Linked DNA regions of Anas platyrhynchos: region 2 is linked to region 1. A link is a contact called in public Hi-C data. All regions are on one chromosome and are shown on one strand. The core of a region is the stretch at or near the end of the contact, and the rest is flanking DNA. Distances in the headings are between cores, read along the strand shown. Region 1 holds the start of GSK3B (glycogen synthase kinase 3 beta). Region 2 overlaps GSK3B (glycogen synthase kinase 3 beta).

Region 1 (4,839 bases), core at 195-2,694:
CTGGCTCCCAACAATATTCCCCCGAGCAGCCAGCTGGGTAAGGCTGGGAATAACCCCTCGGTATACTCACATGCGGCGGGGAGGATGTTTCTTATTTTTGGCGTTATCGAGTGTTTTTAGCGCTGCCTGAATCGCGAAAGAGGCACCTTTTGTACCCCTCCTTCCCCCCCCCCTTCACCACCACCACCTTTTTTTTTTTTTTTTTAAAAATGGGCTGGACTAGGAGGTGCTCACACCCGAGATCTCAGGGCGTTGGGAGAGAAGAGGGGGAAAAAAAATGGAAAAAGGGGAAATTTATAAATATAAATATATATATATAGGGGGATGGGGAGCAAGGGGGGGCACCTGCCTGCCCGTCATTCATTTCGGGGAAGGGGGGAAAGAGGGGAAAGGAGGGGGGGGGAGGCACAGCCACACAGACAAAACCCCGGCCCTGGGAGCCCGCTTGACAAAGGGAAGGGCTGCCAGCGGGCAGAGGGGCCGAGGCCGGGGGCAGGGCGTCTTTTTTGGGGTCTGCGTGGTGTGTGAGCCCCCCTGCCGGGCTTCCCCCCGATACTCACGGCTGACTTTCATGCTGCCGAAGGCCGAGGGCTGCTGCACCGGCTTGCAGCTCTCCGCGAAGGACGTGGTCCTGGGCCGCCCGGACATGGTCTCGGGCTGCGGCTGCGCCTCTCCCTCCTCCTCCTCCTCCTCCTCCTCCTCCTCCTGCTGCTGCTGCTGCTCTTCCTCCCTCCTCCTCCTCCTCCTCCTCCTCCTCCTCAGGGCCCTCTCCCGTGGCTCAGGGCGAGCCCTGCCTCATCAACGGCGGCCCCTCACGGAGGGGGGGGGGGGGGGGGACCCGATCCCTTCCCCTGTGGTCGCTCTGTCGCTCCGTCTGTGGCTCCGTGCGTCCCCTCACAGCGCCATTTCCCCCCCCTTTTTCTTTTTTTTTTTTTTTTTTTCCTTTCTCCCCGCAGCGCCCCGGCTGCCGGAGCCGCCCCCGCCCGCCCGCCGCGGGGCTGCGCTAGGCCTCGCTGCCCCCACCCTCAGCGCCAGTCACATGGGGCGGAGGCTCGGGGCGGCCTCGGCTGCTCTTCCTTCCTTCCTTTCTCCTCCTGTTTTTTCTCTTTCCTCCCCCTTTTACCCTTATCCTCCCTATTTTGTTTCTCAACCCCCTCCCGTCTCCTCCGCGGGAGCAGCGGGGACTACTTCTCCTCCTCCTCCTCCCCCCCCCCCCCCTCAGGCGGAGGGATCGTCCCGGCGGGGAGGCGGTGCTGCGGCCGCTCGCCCAGGGAATCCAACAGCGGCGGCGGAGGGATCCGCGGCGGGCGGCGCGGTGATGCGGCCGGGCGGCGGGGCCTCTCCCCTGACGGCGGCGCTCAGGCGGTGCCGGTGGCGGCCGGGCGGCTCCTCACGGCCCCCGCGCGGCGACGGGGCCGGCCGGCGGCGGCGGGGCGGGCCATGGCGGCGGAGGCGGCGGCTCGTTGCCCTCAGCGCGCTGCTGCCGCTTACGCCGAGCCTGCGAATTCAGCGCAGCCGCCTATGCGCGCCGCTGCCTTACGCTGCGCAACGGGCGTAGGCGCCGGCTGTGAATAGGCAGCCGAAGGGGCCGACGCGCTCCTCGCAACCCCCCCCTCCCCTCCCCGTCACGGAAACAGCCGAGCGTGCTCGGAGCCAATGGCGAGGCCGCTCCGGGGACGGCTGTGGCGGCTCGGAGCCAATCGGGCGCGGCCGAGCCCGCCCGAAGCCAGGCAGCGGGCCAATGGCGGAGCGGCGCCGCCGCCCTAGCAGCGCGGTCCGGCAGCCAATAGGAGGAGGCCGGCTCTTCCGGGAGGAGCCGAAGGGAGCCGAAGCGGCGCGGCCAATCAGCGGCCGCGGTTACACGGCCCTGCGACGGCCTCGGGCCGCAGCCCCTGGGCGGAGAGCGGCCGCGGGCTCTGATTGGCTGCCGCGGCGGCGCGCTGCCATTGGCTGGGGGCGATGAGGCGGCCCGAAGACGCCAGCCAGCTGTCTGCCGCCGACCAATCCGCGGGCGGCACCGGCGGGCAGCGCCCGCTCCCATTGGGCGAGGTGCGCAGGGGGCGGGGCCTGCCGGGCCACGCTTCGCCGCGGTGGGGCCTCGCGCGCCGCCTCGCTCACCTTTATGACCTCACCGGCTGCGCAGGGCGGGCCGCGCGCATGCGCAGTGCGGCGGGGCGGGCTCGGCGCCGCCCTGAGGCCGGGGCCGTGCCTGGGGGGGGGGGCACCGGGACCGGGAGCCGCCCTTGGGAGCCGGCGTGGCCGCCACGGCTCCCAGAGAGCGGTGTCCAAACGGCTCCGGGGCCGGTAATGCCTGTTTGAGGCAGCCCTCCTCACGGCCTGTCGCCTCAGGGCGGGGCAGCCCCCGGTGCAACCGTTACAACCGTTACCCGGCCCGTTACAGCCCTTAACAACCGTTAAAACCGTTACCCGGCCGGTTACATCTGTTACAAATGTTACCCAGCCTCATACAGCCATTAACCACCATTACAACCATTGCCCAGCCTGTTACGGCCGTTACAACCGTTAAAACCCGTTACCCACCCCATTACAGCCATTAACAACCGTTACCTGGCCCGTTGCGGCCGTTACAACCGTTAAAACCGTTACCCATCCCGTTACAGCCGTTAAAACCGTTGCAGCCGTTAGGGCCCTGAGCTCCTGTTTGCCCCCAGCCCATTCCATGGGGTACCCCCCTCAGTGACCTCGCGGCCATCAGGGGCTGCTTCTCTGGGAAGCTTCCCCGGGAAGCACAAAGGTGTGATTATTCCCATTAAAAACGCAAGGTTTTGTTCCTTTTAACGTGAAATACAAGATTTTGGACAGATGGCTGCTGTTGGGCGAAGCGGCGTGGCTGCGGAAAGGAACGAGCGCTGCGCCCATCGCCTCGTGAGGAGCAGAGGGTGATAAACCCACTGCAGGAACCGGCCCGAGGGAAGGGGCACGAGGCACAGGCTCACAAAGTTCTCCCCCTTCAGCTCTCCCTCGCAAATTTTAGGAAACGCGGCTTATATCGGAGCCGCTAGAACGGCCTTCGTACCCAGGTCTTGGTGCCACCACCGGTGGATTTTGCTTGGCCCTGGCCGGCGTCCAGGCCGTCCTTGTGACTTCTGGAAGAGCCCGTACTTCTGCGGGGCTCTGCAATATCCGTGGGGCAGCTCGCCTGGCAGAGCTGCTCCCTGCCCTGACCTCGGTAACGTTACTCAGCAGCCCTCTGCGAACGTTGGGTACGGCTTGCTTAAAGGGAAAAACAAAAAAAAAATGTTCTCGCCAGAGTAGTTCATACCACAGGCAAAGTAACTTGGACCAGCAGCAGCACTTTTTGCCAGCGCTAGAGTCTAAGAGCTGCTGCTTTCTTTTCAAGGCATCAAAATATTGCCTGTTTATCCTTTTTTTTTTTTCTTCTTGTGTCCCATTCCAAGCAACGCTGCTATGTGAGCAATGAAAGACCTGGCCAAAGGCAGCTGAGATTTACCCTGTACAACAGCTTTGTTCCGAAGCAGAAAACCAGCTCAGTCTCTCCAAACGGTCCTGTTCGGCACCACAGCGCTCACCCCGGGGCGCTTGATCTTCTGGAAACCTTTTCCCTGCCTGATAAATGATGAATGATTTCACCTACTACAAAGGACTTTGCATTGTTTAAGGTCTGACTCACTGTGCAGCTGGGAAACTGGAAGCTGAGTGCTGCGCCCTCACAGGGGCTGAACAGCCTGAAGTGACAGTAACCACGCCGCACTCGTCATGTTGGATCTGCTCTGATTCACCGCTTTATCAAATGTCCCTGAGATACAAACTCAATAAACCACCAACCACCAGAAGGACCAGAAGTTTTTGCCTCTTTTGGTAAAACAACTTTCCTCCACCTGAAATGCACCACCAGGCATTCCAGTCGTCTTGTAGAGTTGCGCTTGAAATTGGATTTATTTATTGGCCTCGAGCATTTGATGCCAACACAAATCAAATTTTCTAATTTTCTGATGAAGTTCTTTCTAATAGCTACGTAAACGCTGGCACCGACTATAAGAGAGATGCTTGAGCATTATTACATGACAAAGTGCGTGGATGGTCTGAAAAATAGCATGGGTAGGGGGAACTCTGTGATAGCAGTAAATACGAATCACACCGATGCGAAATTTATCCTAACGGTATCTATTTGAGAAACGTCCTTTATGATGAGTCTGCAAGTTGATAATGACAATGGAGAACCAACTGCATTTCTGTACAGAGAACAAGGCTAATTCGGGAGAACAGCCTCACGCTTACGCTCCTTTGTGAGGCTTAGCCTTTTGCTGTTGACCCCCAGTTCCCTCACCAGTACCCAAACAACCCGTATCAACCCCAAAACTCCCAGATACTGGCACCCCTGCTGTTCTAAATGCCAGTCCTATCCATCCACTTGGGGAATGCACGCTACAGACCTCCCAGCTGCTCTGCTTCCCATCGGGCAATCCTGCCTGTATTTCCAAGTAATCATTAACCAATGAACTCTCCAAAACCTGTCCGTTTCAATCACAGAGTCTTCTCCGCTACTAGAAAACCACACAAGTATACTTAAAGGAGGGCTATTATTCGTTTGAAGGGACAGAAAGCTATTAACCACCTCCAATTTCTGTTAGTCTTTTCGCAGATTATTTCCCCAGCTAGGGCTACCGTCAGAAAACCCATTAGCATGTAAGAAGGGCATCTGTTAAGCTTTCATCCTCAATGTCAAAAATGCACCAAATTAAACCCATTTGAGGAAATCATGAGTGAGCTGGTTGCTTTTTTAGACTGAAAAATTCTCTTTTGACAACATTGCAAAGTTCGCGGTTATTTTTGGCCTCTTGGCTGAAGAAATGACCT
Region 2 (4,805 bases), core at 1,530-4,029, 63 kb before region 1:
AAAGCTGAGACACCAACATGCACCTTGCTGCCACCCTGCTCGGTATTTTCACTGCATTACTGCCCCCTGAAAAACTCCAGCATTGCATCCCTCCTTGCAAAGGGTCAGCCCGCCCATTGCCCCATGCACCCCTCCTGCGTCTCAGGGTACCATTTCATGTCATCTCCAGCCTGCTCTTGCCAGCACAGGACAGTCCCTAGATGGAGAGCTTCAGCCTTAGCTGGCTGTTGCACTTTTTCCTGCGAGTAGAAACAGAAACGGCTTGTTTTTGTTCTTCAGAGAGCACACAACAGGCCTCAGTCCCTTGGGAGAACAGAAGAAATATTCTGACTCTTCCTTCACTTCCTGCCCGCATCTCAGCGGTTAATTGAAGGGCAGAAGCCAAATTCTTCGTTAGCTCCTTGCGGCCCCCTCTGAATGGGAGCGGAGTTTGAGAGCCTCTCCGAGGCTTTAATACCATTTCTAAATTCCTGCCAGCTCAGGAAGCTCGAGACTGAACTTGGAACAGAAACTGATTTACAGCCCCGTGTCCCTTTTAGACCACAACCTGAAATTCAATTAATCATTTTCAAGTGGTTGTTTCAAATGTTGTGACCTGATGAACGGCTGAGTTCTACGTTTCAATCCTGCAGCGCCTATTGTGCCCTGCCAGGGGTGATGCAGCAGAAATTACAGCGTACCCCCGATAAAAGTGGGCAAAATAGAGCTAGCTCTGGAATTCAGAGAGCTGGTTCAAGCCCATTATAACACTGAAATAAGAAAGTGCAGGAAGGAGAATAATTGAAAGAGAACGCACTTTCTGAAAGGCAGCCCTATGCTTTCAGGGATAATAGCCATTCTTTTTCTGAGATAGCACAGAGCAACTCTTGTTGAAAAACGGATGGTAAAAATCATCTTCCTTTCGCAGGAGCAGGTCGTGGATTTTTCTCATATTTTGATTTTTAACTCTTCGACCAGGAGAAGAAACAAAACGTAAGCATGCCTATACCATCAGTCCTCAGGGAGTCTGCAACATCCACGGCAAGTTACACCTGCAATCACAACCGGAACAGGTTGCAATTAATCTATTAATCAAATAAGTTTCAATCTCCCACGGGCATAAGACATTTGCTGAGTTGCTAATCACTATGCTATTAAACATTAATGAAATGTTTTATTACTCTTGGCCTTCGCTTACCTATGATGCAGCAGACGCTGCATGCAAACAGATTGCAAAGGACTTGCAAAACAAAAAAATTCTCATGGTCGTTGTTTTTTTTTTTATTTTTTTGGGAACAGGTAAGTGCTGCCTCCAGTGTTTACTTGTCCTTTGTCTCAGACTATTTCTACACAGCAGAAGATGCCTGATAGGAGAAGCGATTAGGGGTTTTAAGCTTCAACCCAAATGAAAGTTTCTGACTCCCTAAGAACTTGGAGGAAGCATCCAAACCCAAGGACGCAAGAACGGGAAGCAAGGGGTGAAGACCGAGCTGACAGCAGAGAGGGAGAGTTTAACTGGTGAGTGGAATTAGCTGCCTTCAGATGATTATTTGCCAAGCAGAATTAAATCTTTCAGAAGCGCGAGTCTTAATAATGAGCTCCCAGATGACCGAGCTTTGGAAAGGTTAACCACTCGCCGCTCAACTCAAAGGGAGACTGGGCAGCTCCTCCTCCGGGGGGAAACCAGGTCACCGCTCCAGCACTGAACCTAAAACAGGGACTTAAGAGCCTGTGCCTCACACACATACACAAAACAGCTCTTCTCCCAAACTCCTGGAGGGTTCCCCAGCTCCTCGTTTGGTAAATTTGTCATCAGCAAGCCCCGGCACTTGTTACCGCTATATTTTAAACCTCCACCCGTGAGTATCAGGTCTGAGATAAGCGTGCCTAAGATAGTACACACCCTACCAAATCTTAGATAGCAGCAATGTGTATATAAGACCATTTCAAAACCGGTTCTTTGTAGTTTTATACACAAAAGCAATTCAAGCTTCCTCAAATATGTATTTTTCATCCTAAACAGCAGCAGCACATTCCTCCTGTAGCTGTGAAACAATTCCATGGGTTGACCTTTTGCTGGATGCGAGAGATCTATCACGTCAAAGAGAAAGCCAACTATGTCAAAGTACAAATCCACTACAAGCTCCTAGACAAGTTAGCATTCATGTTTGGTAAAAATGGGTTATCAGATTTCTGGCTTTGGATTTTTTTTTCCCCTGAGTCAGCACTAGCGCCCTTCCAGCTGTCGCATTTTTCAAGAAATCATTTCCTTAGGTGAAAGGGTAGTGTGGCACTGAAATGCAAATATTAGGAAACCTTCGCATTCACTTCTAGTCTAAATTCCCCCAGAAGAGGCCATATGGAGATGAGGAATAGCTTTCGTTGACTACTTGCATAGCAAAGTGTGCTTTTTATAAGAAGAGTTAGAAGTGCCACGGGTAGATTCGCCACTGTGCACTACACAGAAAGCAAGGAGCAGGTAGAAATGCTTTGCCCCATCACTCCCAACGTGGAGCAGCACGCTTCCTACACCATCACCCGATAGGAACCCAAGTTCAAAATCCCCCAAGGGCCCGGTCCACAGAGCCGGAGCAACAAAGGCAGGAAGTCGATCAGCTCGGCTGCTTCCTTTCCTCCTGAGCGTGAGGAGGAGGCTCCGAATTTAAGCCTGCCCCGGGGCGAGTGTCACAAGCCATGTCTGAGCGGGGTGTTGCAAGGGCCGGGCAGCCTACAGGCCCTGATTCACGGCCGGCAGCCGCTCCGGCTCCCCACGCCCAGGTCCCTGCCCTGCGGCCAGGCCGGGGAGCGCGCGGCGCGTCAGACGCCGCCTGACTCACCAGCTCCACGCTTCCCACACGGCAAGCTCGGCGCTGACAGCGGGCTGCAAGCTGTGGCAGGGCAGGACACGAGCCCCAGGCTCATCCCACCTGCTGGGCCTTCATCTCCTGGTCTGTCAGGCCTCTGCTGGCTGGCCTCGCTGATAAGAGGCTAAGGAAACAAAGACAACCTGGGCACCACATCAACATCATCTATCAGATCTGATGCTTCCAAGGAAGACGCGAAGTAGTTCCCAGTCACCTGGGACCCTAAAACCTGAAGGCACAGATGTTTAACTTCCCATACGAAGCCTGTTAGCTATTTTCAAAAATGTATTTGCGAAGCACGGAGCCTCAGTAACGTTGTGACGTTGTGCAGTGGTCAGTCACATCGATCACGTAGGGAAGCGTTTCCTAAACCACCCGCCACCTTTTCAATGGACAACGCATCCTCTCGTGTTTATCCTACAACATAAGAGGAGATTCTCATGAGGTAACTTCACAAAAAAATTCGCTGTTATCACCGGTGCAAGTTGCAAAACCCTGCACTGACCTTGCTGCCGTGTACTTCCCACTCTAAGATCTCATTTTCCATTGTTCAGGAGACAATCATTCATGGTTTTTGTTTCTCATGTCAACCTTCTCAGGGAAATTAGAAGCATGTTCTACCTTTACAGTTCCTATTAGTAACAATTCTTACAAACATTTAAGAGACAGCTTTCTCCTTCCAAAATTTGTGGCATGGAAATGCCTCTCCCCGGCTCTGCGAATGTTACTTTTACCCAATTTATCAGAGGCCTACAAAATACTGCTAAGAGAGAGCTTAGCAGTTCCTTCTCTGCCAAATGCTGATGGCCAAAGCCTTGTTGCTCCTGATAACCCACCAACCACAAGGCACGAGAGAAGTTAACACCACTCCTTTTGATATTGTATTGCACCACCTCATCCCAACCCTTACGCATACACGTGATCTAGCCTCTGCTAGGTGACTGCCTGAAGGTCTCCCACGTAGAAACGACGTGCTGTGGGGATGAGCTGGTGCTGGGTAAGGAGAGGAGGCTCATCTTTCAGACCCTTGCCTCACTGGTTACAGAAGGGAAAAGCTCTGTGATGACTAAGTCAGTGAACTGCAGGAACAGCAAGGAAGGTCTTCTCTCAGTCTTGGCACTTCATAATGCTGCATTGTTAAAAATTCACTTGGATTTACCTGTAGCATACAGAACAACCCACACAAAGGTGTTTTTCCAGGAAGCCACAGCGTATGTTTTACTCTGCCCAGTTCCGTATTCTGAAGCACTGAACTATCAAATGTACATGAGAGAGATCGATAGGAGCACAGACGTTTACACCTACTCCAAAAAGCCAAAATCATCCTGCATCCATTACACAAACAGAAGGGAAAAAAATCCCATTGTTTGTATTTTAGCTATCACATCAGGAAACTGAACATGAGACAACCAAGACAGACAGGGTGCCTGTCCTGGCCCGAGATACCTTGCAAACACCACAGGTAACAATATTATACCGGCTTGTCTAGGCAAGGCAAACGTCCCCGCCAAGCTACACATTTCTCATCAGCTGCCCTGCTCATGTTCCTTAACCTTGAACTTTTTATTTGCTCAAAATTCGCAGTCAGATAGAAAACACACTGTTTTGAGTAAGTGGAAAAAGTCATGAAGTATTTCTGCACTGTATTCAAAAAGCTAGATATACTCAGAGGTACAAGGAGCATGGAGCTTGGTGACAGCCAGCTGCAAAACAAGCCAGACCCACTGCTTCTCTCAGATTAAGTTTCTGAAGCTAAGCCCTGAAAAAACTACCAAGCATCTCCCGATCACTTGTGATAGCTTCCAGTGAAACCAGAAGTCTTTTAAGGACTGTTACATACCAGCTACAAGATCACAACGCTCCAACGAGGGAGGGCATCCAACAGTGATTCACTCTACAGGGAAGTCCTTCCTGTCTTAGCAATCCTATGGTACACCTAAGCATGACAAAACTCATTCAAAA

The links. A called contact is a pair of places that touch in the nucleus more often than the background predicts.
Region 2: a contact with region 1 is called in a Hi-C map of liver, with 2.2 times the contacts expected there. The contact joins the enhancer-like site here to the promoter of GSK3B in region 1. A contact is called at or near these places in 2 of 8 Hi-C or Micro-C datasets (liver and skeletal muscle).

What each region holds. Positions count from the first base shown.
Region 1 is chr1:84,673,139-84,677,977 of IASCAAS_PekinDuck_T2T, reverse strand. GSK3B (glycogen synthase kinase 3 beta) reads right to left here and starts at 1,444. Exons shown (of 11, transcript XM_027449649.3): 1 at 561-1,444. The coding sequence starts at 648. It overlaps LOC113842406 (a long non-coding RNA gene), which reads left to right and starts at 1,781. Exons shown (of 5, transcript XR_011812301.1): 1 at 1,781-3,840.
Region 2 is chr1:84,737,280-84,742,084 of IASCAAS_PekinDuck_T2T, reverse strand. The region is part of intron 2 of GSK3B (glycogen synthase kinase 3 beta); the gene reads right to left. Among named protein-coding and RNA genes, the nearest start is that of GSK3B, 63 kb to the right of the region's middle. Within about 2 kb of position 2,779, at least 2 of the 8 cell types and tissues checked have an H3K27ac peak or open chromatin away from gene starts, as enhancers often do.